Regions from separate parts of the Sus scrofa genome. Here region 2 is linked to region 1. A link is a contact called in public HiChIP or PLAC-seq data. All regions are on one chromosome and are shown on one strand. Each heading gives the region's core, a stretch centred on a gene start, on an enhancer-like site or on the middle of the called end of the contact. The rest is flanking DNA. Distances are from core to core; before and after follow the strand shown. Region 1 holds the start of WAC (WW domain-containing adapter protein with coiled-coil). Region 2 overlaps WAC (WW domain-containing adapter protein with coiled-coil).

The links. HiChIP or PLAC-seq counts read pairs in DNA pulled down with a chosen protein or histone mark.
Region 2: a contact with region 1 is called in an H3K27ac HiChIP or PLAC-seq map of alveolar macrophages. The contact joins the enhancer-like site here to the promoter of WAC in region 1. A contact is called at or near these places in 3 of 5 promoter capture datasets (fetal skeletal muscle, liver and skeletal muscle), 4 of 47 Hi-C or Micro-C datasets (alveolar macrophages, fetal skeletal muscle, heart right ventricle and 1 more) and 1 of 2 datasets of contacts at active chromatin or transcription factors (alveolar macrophages).

Annotation. Positions count from the first base shown.
Region 1 is chr10:39,930,175-39,936,849 of Sscrofa11.1, reverse strand. It overlaps WAC (WW domain-containing adapter protein with coiled-coil), which reads right to left and starts at 4,288. Exons shown (of 14, transcript XM_013980205.2): 1 at 4,025-4,288; 2 at 3,106-3,142; 3 at 1,394-1,589. The coding sequence starts at 1,532. It overlaps LOC100621751, which reads left to right and starts at 3,506. Exons shown (of 5, transcript XM_021064279.1): 1 at 3,506-3,512; 2 at 3,545-3,747; 3 at 4,058-4,462. The coding sequence starts at 3,506.
Region 2 is chr10:40,009,943-40,016,600 of Sscrofa11.1, reverse strand. It overlaps WAC (WW domain-containing adapter protein with coiled-coil), which reads right to left. Exons shown (of 14, transcript XM_013980205.2): 9 at 6,365-6,487; 10 at 4,616-4,764; 11 at 1,190-1,308. Among named protein-coding and RNA genes, the nearest start is that of BAMBI, 40 kb to the left of the region's middle. Within about 2 kb of position 1,275, at least 2 of the 83 cell types and tissues checked have an H3K27ac peak or open chromatin away from gene starts, as enhancers often do. A contact at or near this core is called in alveolar macrophages and liver, where this site is marked.

The DNA.
Region 1 (6,675 bases), core at 3,039-5,538:
AGCTTACAAAAGCATATCTGAAACGGTATACTTACTTCAAATATCAGCTAAGCAATTTCAGATCTTCTAGTGGGAAAAAATATACATTCTTACTACCTCAGTGAAATTGCTTTGTTTCTCAATGCATGCTTTAGATATGAAATTTTATTATTTTGGTAAATCCAGGGCACACTAAATCTGAAAACATTTTAGAGTTTACTTTTTCTCAGCCTCCTACCACAAAGAACTTGAGGCAAAGTAATAACTGATGGGTAACAGCCCTGTACAAAAGAAACGAGGCTGACTTTTAGAAAGGTGACTATCTGACTAAAGGTAGAAATTACATTAATAAGACCCTAGAGAATATGATAAATAGTATTTTAAATGTTTATAACAAAAACTCAAAATGAATTTTCTGACTTATAAACGATTTTTTTTAAACCAGTGAATTAGAGTTCCCGTTGTGGCACAGTGGAAACAAATTCAACCACGAGCCATGAAGTTGCAGGTTCGATCCCTGGCCTCAGTAGGTTAAGGATCTGGTGCTGCCTTGAACCGTGGTGTAGGTCACAGACGAGGTTCGGATCTGATGTGGCTATGGCTGTGGCGTAGGCTGGCAGCTGTAGCTCAATTTGACCCCTAGCCTGAGAACTTTCATATGCCACAGGTGCACCACCCCCAAACAATAAACCAATGAACTGTCACAAAAAACTTACTAAAATTTTTAATTCATACTTTACCCTTAGGAAACATGTCTGAACGCCTCAGAACAAGGATTTCAAAATAAACTAAGCCAAAAAACTAAAATCTTTACTTGAAAAGGTGAAAGTTCGGGAGTTCCCATCGTGCCGCAGTGGTTAACGAATCCAACTAGAAACCATGAGGTTTCAGGTTCCATCCCTGGCCTTGCTCAGTGGGTTAAGGGTCTGGTGTTGCCGTGAGCTGTGGTGTGGGTCGCCGACGTGGCTCAGATCCCAAGTTGCTGTGGCTCTGGCATAGGCCAGTGGCTTCAGCTCCAATTAGACCCCTAGCCTGGGAACCTCCATATGCAGCGGGAGTGGCTCAAGAAAACGAAAAAAGACAAGAAAAAAAAAAAAAAAAAAAAGGTGAAAGTTCCTTTTGTGGAAAAATGTCCAGCCCTTCTCTCACCACTAATAAAGCATTGGCAGACTACATTGCATAAATGACTCCTCTAACTACCAGCCACTTCAGTCACCGTTTAGATGCTCACTCAGGTCAGAATCTTATTTCTACAGAAATTTGTTTAGGAATTAAGTAAATCAACAAAAATAAAATATTCTGATATAAGCATATAGTAACACCTTGAAGCTAGATATAGTATACCTTTTGTTTTATACAAATTTTTTACTAAGAATAAATACATGTGAAAGTTTAAACAAAAAAAGCTACTCACCACCATCCCTCTCTCTAACTCTGTGAATATGCACGTTTTTGGCCTTACTGTGACCTGTACTGTCACTGTATTTGTTTTCAGGACTATCAGATCTCCGCAACATTTTATTTGGTGGTGAAGGATCTGCGGCGTCTCGCATTTTTTCATGTCTGTGATCACCACTACTGGGGTGACTCTTCGATGAATACTTAAGTGCCTGTAAAACATCACCCCCCCAAAGAAAGAAAGAATTGACATCTTAAACTTTCTAAATTAATTTCATTACAAAATTTGGTATATAATTTATGTTTTATGAGTTTAGATCAATAAAACTAAAATTTCCTCTTTCAGGTCTACCTTTAAGTTTTACAGACAATACCTAAATGCCTAAGAGTTACTATAAGGCTCCTCAAGTTGTAATACCTTATGTTAAAAAAAAAAAACCCATTCATTATCTTATAAATACAAGAAATCAAACAAATTATCTTATAAATACAAGAAATCAAACATGTTGGGACATTCACTTCTCAATAAATTTTTCTGGAAATTAAAAAGTTTAAAGAAAAGCAGAGTCAGAGTACTACTGTAATTTGTTTCTGCTCTAAAACTGAAATGCATATAAATAAGTATAAACATGTTTCTGCAAACCAACAAAAAAAAAGGGAGAGAGAACCCATCAGGTTTTCCAATTCTTGGATTTAAGCAAAGCATTTCAGACCTAACAACTACTCTTGCAGGTGGCAGAAACAATATTAAGGTATAAAAATGCTGACTGATATTTCTGACATTATCTTAGTGGAACTTAATGGAACTCCCTCGCAATAATCTAGCATATGTAGACATCTTTAACGTATTTAAGACAATGATGATGTAGCAGTCTCTTAAAATGTGTGATTAATTAAATTTCAGAGGGCCTGATTCAACAGGGTTTAATCTTTTAACACATTACAGAGGACCTAGGGTTTTTTTTTTTTTTTTAACTTGAGCTTTAACAACCCATGGTAGTCAGGAACAGATGTAACAGCCTAGAAACCTGATGTAGAAAGTATTTACTTCTAGGGTCCTCTGAGTTACCAACCATTATCCCCACCCCACCCCCACGACGGCCCGGACAAGTGGGGCCACGTCTATCATAATTTTTTGAAATTTTAGATGCAGTGACTGCAACAACAAAGAGGAACCTATGTACCTAGAACCGTCTACATTAGAATGAATTACCCAAGTATCCAAAGACCTCAATTCCTATAGAAACAAAAGCGCCATCTTTCATTAGTAAGGCACTTAACTGCACCAAAAACAAATTAGGAAGGGGTAGTGGTTTACAAAACACTTCAGAGCTGCCAATCAATTAGTGGCTTCTTCCCTGGCCTTCCACCTCATTTCCGTCGCTTCACCTTAACTTTTAGTTCCCCAACACACATAAAGCCGGCTGAGAAATCCCCTATTACCTCGCCCCACCAATCCCCTCACATACAAATAATCGAGTCAGGTCGTTCTTAGCCGAGAACGACTTTTCCTAAAAAAGCCTGACCACCCCCCCGGTCACCTGTCAAAAATCAGTCTCGAGGGCCCGTCGGGCGCCGAGCTCGGGGCCCGGGGGGCCCGCGACGCCCGGGTGGGCTCCGGGGCCCCGAAGGGCCTGCAGCGACTCGCGAAGCCTGCGCTCGAGTAGCAGTTCCTCCCCCGCCCGCCCAGCCCGCCCGCCGCCCGGCCCTCCGCCGCCTCGCGGGTACCTGGTAAGGCTGCGAGTCCCCCCTCCGGTCGTGACAGCTGAAAACAGGAAGAGAGGCGACATGAGACGCGGGCACGGCCCGGCCCCCGCGGAACCCCGCGCCGCCCCGCGCTCCCGCGAATGCCCGGTCGGGCCCCGCGCGCTCACACGCACGCACACGCGCTCACTCGCGCTCACACTCACACGCGCGCCCGCCCGCCTGCACTCGCCCGCCGCCCGCCGCCGCCCGCGCGGCCGCTCCCCCCGGCAGAGCCCGAGCAGGGTTAACAACAAAAATGGCGGCGCGGCCGGCCCCAGATAAGGAGGCGCCCCCCCGCCGCCCGCCCGCAGCCCGGCCCGAAACGAAAAGACGATTTACCCATCACTGAGTCTCTGCTGTTTCCTCGCATACATTACCATCAATGCCCGGCCTGTGAGCGTGTGTCGGGGAGGGGGGACAGCGGCCGCGAGGCGGGCGGCGGGCGCGCAGGCGGCGGGCGGCGGCCTCCGGCGGCACAGGGCCCGGCGCGCCCCGACGACGCTCAGCACCTCCCCGTTACTGGCGCCGGCGCTCCCGGGCCATCTCCCTCCGCCCGCACCACGCTCTCGCTCAGCCGGGCAGCGGCGAACCGGGGGGAGGGGGCAAGAAGACGCGTCCGGCTCGGCCCGCGGAGAGCGACTGCCCCCTCCGCCTTCTCCCCCTCCCTCTCCGTCGCCTCCGCCCCTCCTCCCCCCGCCGCCACCGCCGCCGCTCGGGTCCTTCTCCTCCTCCTCCTCCTCCTGCCGCCGCCGCCGCTGGTGCCGCCGCTGCCGCTCCACCAACTACATCCGGGCAACTCGGCCTCTGCGGCCTTCGGAAGCCCTCGGCAGTTTCCGCCGCGCCCCTCCTCTCCCACCCTCGCGCGGCTCCGGAACGCCGCCTTCGGCAAACCTCGGCTCACCCCGGCCCTCCTCTTCCTCCGAGGCCTGGCTAGCCTCCTCGCGCGCGTCAGCTCTTTCCGGTTGCCGCCACAGAACCCCAGCGTACGTCCGGCCGCCACCGTTCCAGTTTAGGGGTCGTCGGGCTCGGGGAGCCGCCCGAGGCTGGTCGTAGGGGCCCTGGGGCGCGCGGGGAGGGCGGCGCCTTGGGGAGGAGGCTGGTGGGGCGCTCGAGGAGCCATCGCGGACTAAATAAGGGCGGCGGCGGCGGCTGCGCGTGCGCCCAGCGGCGCGGGGGCGGGGGCGCCCTCGGGGAGAGCGCGGGCCTGGTGCTTCGGCGGCCCCGGGCTTGCGGCGGGGTCGCCGGGGGGACGCCCCTCAGGCCTGCTCTTAGGAGCCGAAGTCGGGCCGGGGCGCCGTACGCGGGCAGGGCCCGGAGCTGGGCCTTCGGCTTCGTGAAAGTAAGTCTCACCCGGAAGCGTGCTCGAGCGAGCCTCAGCAAGGGGGGCGCGGGGCCTGCACCCCCAGAGGAAGAGCGAGGGCCGCTCGGCCTTTGGGTTAAAACGACCGAGCCTGGGACGCACGGGTGGGGTTACTTGGGAAAAGAATCGAGGCGCTTCCGCATCCTTGCTCCTAACGTTTCCTCCCCTACCCCCTCCTTCCTTTATTTCCCGTTTTTCTCTCTTTCCGTTCCTTTTCGCTCAAATGCAGTCATCTGGAGGTTCTGCGCGGCTTAGGGAGAGCTTAATGAAATCTCCGCAAACTACATTTTATAGACTGTTCCAGGCCCTATAGGAACATTTGCACATTGGGAGGGGAAAAATCAAGTATCACCACCCCCAAATTAGGGCTTTACTTGAGGGCACTGGTATTCAGATGGTTTTCTTTTTCTGCTCTAAACTTGTACGGCAACATTGAGTGAAAAAGATGATGATAAAGTACACAGCCGTTTACCTGGAAGAAAAAAGCTAAATAGGAAACAAGTCAGAAGAAACAAGATCCCTCCAAAAAACTTATTTATTTGGTATACAACCAGTTGCATTATTTGTGGCATAGTGAAGATACGGAATCATGTGAGGAAAAGGCCCTGAAATCACCACTGATCGAAAAAATATTAATTATGTAACCTTATTTGTCACATTACATGTCAAATGTTAAGATTATTGCTCTTTGTGAGAACCTGTAAAGGACTATTTAATGCCCACTGAAGCTGTCAGTAATTAAGAAAAAAACTGCCAGTGACTGAAATGAGAAACACAAAACAAAACCTGGAGCCTTTTTAAAGTGCAATTTCTAATGTTTTTGTAACAAATATGTTGAAGACAAAAGGCATCAGATTTGTAGGCTACAGAAAGTAATATATGGAGAAACTTTTTGAAAACTGGCAGCAAAACGTATTACTCATTTTTTTTTAATGATTATAAATGTCTGCTGAGCTTGTTACGGTTTGAGCAAAAGCAGCAAACGGGGCTACAGAGGCGACTGCTATGGTCAGTGTAGTCATTGGTCATTCCTCACAGATTCTCTATTCGCAAATTCACCTGCTCACTAAAATTTATTTGTAGTCAATATCCACAGCATTCATGGATGTGCACAGCAAAAAAAGTATTTGCCTAACAGGCACTGCTGAGATTAAAGGCGGCAACACTCAGCGTTATTTCACCTGAGTAAACAAATTCGATTTTCACAATATACAGAGTGTTAGGTTTTTAGCTTTTTGGGGTGCTTTTTATTGGTGCTTTTCCGATTTTAAGGGCTGTCACCCCCCAGCATAGTGCTGAAGTCTTGTCTAGTATTCCTCGGCACGGGAAGGCCATTCTTTGTGGAGAAAATATGTTCCCTGCATAAGGTTCCTTTATGTGCTCACTTGACGTGAATCAAGTGCTCATCAACAGTACATAATAAGTGGAGTTCCTGTCGTGGCACAGTGGCAAAGAACCCGACTAGTATCATGAAGACGCAGGTTTGATCCCTGGCTTTGCTTAGTGGTTTAAAGATCCATCGTGGCCTGAGCTGTGTGTAGATGGCAGGTGTGGCTCGGATCCTTCAGTGCTGTGGTATAGGCCCGCAGCTGTAGCTCCAGCTAGACCCCTAGCCTGGGAATTTCCATACGCTGCAAGTGCAGCCCTAAAAGGACCTAAAAATATATATATGTAGTAAGATGTCTAGACAGAAACACAGCAGCATTTGCAGCATATGGAGGTTTGCAGGCTAGGGGTCGAATTGGAGCTGTAGCTGCCAGCCACAGCCACACCAGATCCAAGCCTCATCTGCAACCTCACCACTGCTCACAGCAACGCAGGATCCTTAACCTGAGTGAGGCCAGGGATCGAACCCAAGTCCTCATGGATATTAGTTGGGTTCGTTACTGCTAGAACTCTCAAAGTTATGTATTGATCAGTTAACAAAAATGTGACCAGACTCACAGGAACCTAACCCTGTATTTATTCCCCCAGGAGCAGTTCAGCCTTCGTGAGAATCAGCTATTTACTGAAGGACACTCTCTAAATGTTAAGCCCGTTTTTAAAAATATCATTTCACTGCCTACCTTAGCTATTCTGTTACCTGTTGTTATGACTCCTTTGGAAACACCTTTGGTCCTTCTCTCTCTATTTTACCTTCCTTAACCACAGCCCTGCTCAATTCACTATACCTTTGAGAAAAAACAGCCGTG
Region 2 (6,658 bases), core at 26-2,525, 83 kb before region 1:
ACTAACGGAACTAAGAAGTGGTCACATTTCAAAAGTCATAGAAATAAAGCATATTTATGATATCTTAAATGCATGACAACATGGAGAGGAAAAAATACAATGCGTTTTACTGTTTAATATCAGAATAAACTGTTGAATCAGAGGGTGAAATAATGTGAAACAAAATACAGACATTCCATTGCATAACAATGAATGAGTTTAGTAGCAAAGTAAGACCAAAAAAGCAACACTCTAAGACTGGTTATCTTCTACAACTGTATGGTTTGGGCTGTGGTTTAAGGACTCGATGGTGAGAACCAAAAATTTAATCACTAAGCTCATTTCCTACCTGCTTCACACCAGACTTGGCTCTGAATCAATTTCAGTTATTCAGAAAAACTAAGTCTCCCAAACAATGAAGTCTTTTCATCACTGAGGATATTTAAAATAATACTGCAGCCTCTAAAGATAATTTAAAAGAAGAACTTCCCAAAAAAATATTCTGAGCAATGGCAACATTGCTGAAGTAGACAGTTTCCCAAAGTGATAATTTTCAAGGGAACAACCCTCATTTGGACGTCAATGTTCTGAAATGCTTATTTAGAAAACAACAATAAAAACAACAGTTGAATTATTTTACCACCTTGTGGCAAGAGATAAAAATAGGACAATATGAAAATTATTTAAAGTTCTGTTACTCAACAAAGGAGAGCGACAATACAATACAGGTCTGACAAGCAACACACAAAGGGTCAGAATTGACGCTATAAGGAGAGACAGGCAGACAGACATTCACAACAGATGGAAAACACTGACCCAAGTTTTAGATGTGAGATTTTTGTCTTCATTAATATACTCAAACGTAAAACAGCTACAAGGAAGTTAAAAACGATATTTCAGTGAGTTAATAAGTATTTTAAAATCATGTGCACTCTTTGTATAAGTAATCACATACTGCTCAGATCATATTCCACCAAGGAAAATTCTAAACAAAGTCACTTCTTTAAAACCCAGGCTTCACTACTACAGACAATCTAGTTATTGCAGTAAGATATCTGCCTTTGTAAATTTTATAATACATAGAACTAAGGCTATCCATGGATTCTTCCAAGACCAGGTTCTACTATACATACATTTATAATATCTCAACAATATGGCAATATAATGTATTAAGGAAAAAACAATGTCGTCTCAACACACATCAACTTACTTTGAGCGCTGAAGACTTCGAGGGGAAACAGGTTCATGACCTTGCTGTTTGTCAGCAGTTACAGGCTGCTGCGTGGCTGATTGTGAAACTGGTCCTTGCTTAACTACTGGAGTACTAACCTAAAATGTCAAAATCTGATTAGACAGCATTCTACCACATAGGCAAAAAGCATGAAAACTAGATACAGGCAAAAGTTCTACCAATCAAACTTTATCTCTATCCAGAGATTTTTAAGATAACCGGAGTTGACCTGATTCATAATAAGATTAACATTAGCGATTCAGCCATAGTATCTTTTAGGGGCCAAGTACACCCAAATCTTAAAACACCATAAAATCTAGAGATTTAAAGAAGCAGAGTCAAAGGAATCTCCAAAGGTCATGTAGTTAGAAAAAAAAAAAAGAGTTTTGAGACTTGGGTCTAATTCTTTATAAAACATTTCAGGGCCATAAAATTACTTGATTAGCAAACCAGCATAAGAAACTAGTTCTCTTGATTTGAGTTCAGTGTTACTTCCAGTACACTATAATACCTCTTCATATCTACTGTTGCTTCTGTTATCAATAAAAATAAATACATTATGGAGTTCCTGTTGTGATACAGCGGAACGAATCCGACTAGTATCCATGAGGATGCAGGTTCGTTCGATCCCTGGCCTTGCTCAGTGGGTCAGATATCCAGTGTTGCCGTGACCTGTGGTGGTAAGTCACAGATTCGGCTCGGACCCCACATTGCTGTGACTATGCCTATGCCGGCAACTGTACCTCAGATTCGACCCCTAGCGTAGGAACTTCCATACGCCAATAATTAATATTCTCCTAAACAAATGTGGACAGCACTGCTACTTCTGAAAAGAGCATATTCTTTTATAAAGAACATTTTTATAAGGGCGAATGTTCACTTATTTTTAGAAACAACTTGAAAGGTTTGAAATGCAAAAATAGCCATCTGCTTAAGGGATTTGAAACAATTTTATAACCAACTGTAAACCTAACACTGCCACTTATATCTCACTTCTTAGTCATCATTCACTGTACTCTAAGATAGACCCAAAGATAAGTTGTAAACTCTAAGAATAAGGTCTCTTGCTAAAATTCACATTTTAATTCTCCTCCAATCAAATTACAGGCAAACAATAAAAAACTTCATACAAACAATTTTAACTCAAAATTTTAAAAATCAATCTAAGCCAACAACCCAAATGGAAAACGGGCAAAAGACCCGAACATTTTTCCAAGGAAGATGTACTGACGGCCAACAAGCACATGAAAAAATGCTCAACATTACTGATTATTAGAGAAATGCAAATCAAAACTACCATGAGATACCACCTCACACCAGTCAGAATGGCCATCATTAATAAGGCCACAAATAACAAACAAATGCTGGAGGGGGTGTGGAGAAAAGGGAACCCTCCGGCACTGTTGGTGGGAATAAAAGCTGGTACAACCACTATGGAGATCAGTATGGAGGTACCTTAGAAATATATATATAGAACTACCATCCTATGACCCAGCAATCCCACTCTTGGGCATATATCTGGACAAAAATTTCCTTGAAAAAGACACATGCACCCCATGTTCACTGCTGCTCTATTCACAATAGCCAAGACATGGAAACAACCAAAATGTCCATCGATAGATGACTGGATTAGGAAGATGTGGTATAGATAAACAATGGAATTCTACTCAGCCCTTAATAAGAAGAAAATAATGCCATTTGCAGCAACATGGATGGAACTAGAGACTCTCATCCCAAGTGAAGTAAGTCAAAGAGAAAGACAAATACCATATGATATCACTTCTATTTGGTATCTAATAAAAGGCACAAATGAACCTTTTCACAGAAAAGAAAATCATAGACTTGCAGAATAGACTTGTGGTTACCAAGGAGGAGGGGGAGGGAGTGGGGTGGTTGGAGAGCTTGGGGTTAATAGATACAAACTGATGCCTTTGGAATGGATAAGCAATGAGATCCTGCTGTGTAGCACTGGGAACTATGTCTAGTCACTTATGATGGAGCATGATAATGTGCAAAAATAGAATGTATACATGTATGTGTAACTGGGTTACCATGCTGTACAGTAGAAAAAAAAATTGTATTGGGGAAATAATCATTAAAAAGTACTAATAATAAAAATCAATCTAGACTGAACCTAAAACTTGCATAAATAAGTGGTTGAAGCAGGGAAGTGATGAGCCAATGGGAATACCACAGAGATGGCCTACTATCAATTTCAAGCTACATTTCAATACATTTTTATCTTTAGGATTCTGCTAAAGATTTTATTTGAATAGAATTCTTTGGCACAAAAGATTGAAACAGCCCATTGTTTTACAACTAAACTACAACACTGTTCCCGTCGTGGTGCAGTGGTTAACCAATCTGACTAGGAACCATGAGGTTGCAGGTTCAGTCCCTGGCCTTGCTCAGTGGGTTAGAGATCCGGCGTTGCCGTGACTGTGGCGTAGGTAGCAGACGCAGCTCGGATCCCTCGTTGCTGTGGCTCTGGCGTAGGCCAGCGGCTACAGCTCGGATTTGACCCCTAGCCTGGGAACCTCCAAATGCCACAGGAGCAGCCTTAGAAAAAGACAAAAGACCAAAAAAAAAAAAAAAAAAAAAAAAAATTTCCTCCTAGAGTTATCCGTAAGACTGAAAAAAAAAATTTACAACTTGTATATACACCAACTTCAAGTTCTACTAGTGGTATGCTATAAAGCAAGAGTGAGTTATGACTGGGGACCGCTTATAAATCTGTGAACAAGACTCAAAGAATGTAATACAAAATCTGACAAGAGTATCCTAAGGTCCTATTTACAGTCTAATAAGAATAGAGACAGCAGTCTCCTAACTCTCTGAGGAGCCATCTATGTAAGAAATTTGCTTGAACACACACATAGGCAGTAGAGCTTAGTAAAGTGGGTTCCATATTCAGAAAGATGTTAAATCTCAAATTCTGACTCCACTACAAAATCAAATTTAACGGAAGGCTTAATTTTCATACCTATTAAGGCACATAGTAGTTAAATGTGAAAATTAATACAATACATAAAAAGCTCTCAGCACAGAAACTGACTCATTTTTATAATATAAGTATATGGAAAACATGTTCTCATAAATCTTAGAGTTTGAAAATTCTACAAATATTAAGACTCGATTAGTATACCTTCTTTATCCACAAAGCCCAGAATAGAAGGAGAATAGAATCAGTACATAAAAGGGGCACAGAGGGATTCCCTCCTCCAACCCTCAAATGACAGAGAGAGTCTAACCTGCATCTTTTTCTCACTCACCTGTCCTCTAGTCCATCATTACCTCCTGCTCAAAAGAGGGCTTTTCCTCCAACACATATCCTAAAACATTATTAAAAAACCCATTTTATCCCAAAGTGGCTTCTTTCCCAAACTTCCCTCCAAGGCAACATACCTTTGGCTGTGATGAAACAGGAGGAGTACTAACCAAAGGTTTGATAGGGACAGTGTTAGTTTGAGGTGTGCTTATTCTCGGTGACACATAGGATCTTGGGGATGACGCATCAGACGTTAATGACATTGGAGACTGATTAGATGGCTGGGCTATAAGAGAGTAAAATAAACCAAAAACCTTTGTAATAAATGCAGGGAAGATCTTTGCATCTCTCCACAAGCCCCATTCCCAAGAAAATCCTTACTTGAAAAGGTCCATCTGAACTTCTCAATGGAGCCACATTGACCAAATGAGCTGCTAAGAGATAAGCACACCCAGCATGGTCCCAACTCTCAGTCTCAACATATTCTCACATGGAAGTGGAAGGTTTCCTCTCACCATCCTTACTGCCTCGTCAACTCCAAGTGTGCCTGGCTGGCCCTCGGATTCCTGCCTCACCACGGGCTCTCAGAGTATTTTCAATATATACTTCTACACTACACCAGGTATTCCTGCTCAACTCATCAGCTTTCTGCACGGGGGCTGGCGACAGGTCAAGGGATGCTTTCACTTCCCTTCTGCTCCTATGATGTGCATCTCTCCCCTCCGGACACTGCACGAAGAAGAGAGCTGGCTGACTCAAGGCAGAGCTTGAGCCCTTTCTATATCCTCCAGTCAAAGTCACCTAATACCCACTCGAACCAAACTCGAACTTTTTTTTTAATGGCCACACCCATGGCATATAGAAGTTTCCAGGCTATGGGTCAAATAAGAGCTATAGCTGCTGGCCACAGCCACAGCCACACCAGATCCAGGCACATCTACAACCTATGCTGCTGCTCATTGTAACACCAAATCCTAAGCTACTGAGTGAGGCCAGGGATGGAACTCGCACCCTCATGGATACTAGTCAGGTTCTTAAGCCACGGAGCCACAATAGGAACTCCCAAACTCCAACTCTTCAGTACATCCAATGATTCACAAAGATTGAGGGCATATCATAGTTTATTGCAGCTTTGGAGTTATGCTGAAATTAAATATACACTACATTACAGATTGGATGGCAACGGTGTAAGATAAATGTCAAAAGCTTGCTTCACCTAAAAACTAAGGATGAGAGTTCTGGTTGTGGCCCAGTAGTAACAAAACTGACTAGCATCCATAGCAACCCAGGTTTGATCCCTGGCCTTACTCAGTGCATTAAGGATACGGCATTGCCACGAGCTGTAGTGTAGGTCGCAAACGTGGCTCGGATCCGGCATTGGTGTAGGTCAGCAGCTACAGCTCCAATTTGACCCCCTAGCCTTGGAACTTCCATATACCAGTACCGCGAGTACAACCCTTAAAAAAATATATTAATTTTTTTAAAGGTAAAGAGTAGTACTACTGTACACAGCAGTGTTAAAAAAAAAAAAAATCAAGCAAAATAAAATCGTTAGGCGTTCCCACTGTGGCTCCATGGGTTAGGGATCAGTGTTGTCTCTGCAGCTGCTAGGGTTGCTGTGGAGACGAGGGTTCGATTCCTGGCTTGGCACAATGGGTTAAGAATCCAGCATTGCCTTAGCTGTGGTGAAGGTCACAGCTGCAACTAGGATTCCATCCCTGGACAGGGAACTTCCATTATGTTTGTTATAAGTGATGGGAAAAAGAAAAAAGAAAAAAATCATTATTACAGCTAAACTCTCTCTCAAGACGGAAAGAAATTTGCTATTAATCCCCCCCCACTGCCCATCAAGCTACAATTCTAGAGGTATTGAAGAATATAAATACCTTGTGTAGACAGCTGAGTAGCTTGAGAAATCAGAGAAGTTAGGTTGAAAGCAGATGGTCCAGCAGTAAGAAACTTGTGAATTATAGACTGCAATGAGGCTTGTGTCACAGCTGCTGTAAGAACTACAAACATACAATGGCTTAAATTCAAATAAAAACACAGTGGCATATATGGCATTAGTAACAACGTGTGAGCTCAAAAAGAACCCAGAAAAAAACTGGAATGTTTCAAACTAGAACTCTCAAAATCAAAGTCTACGAGATAGGAGTAACATATTGGGTCTAGACATGTCA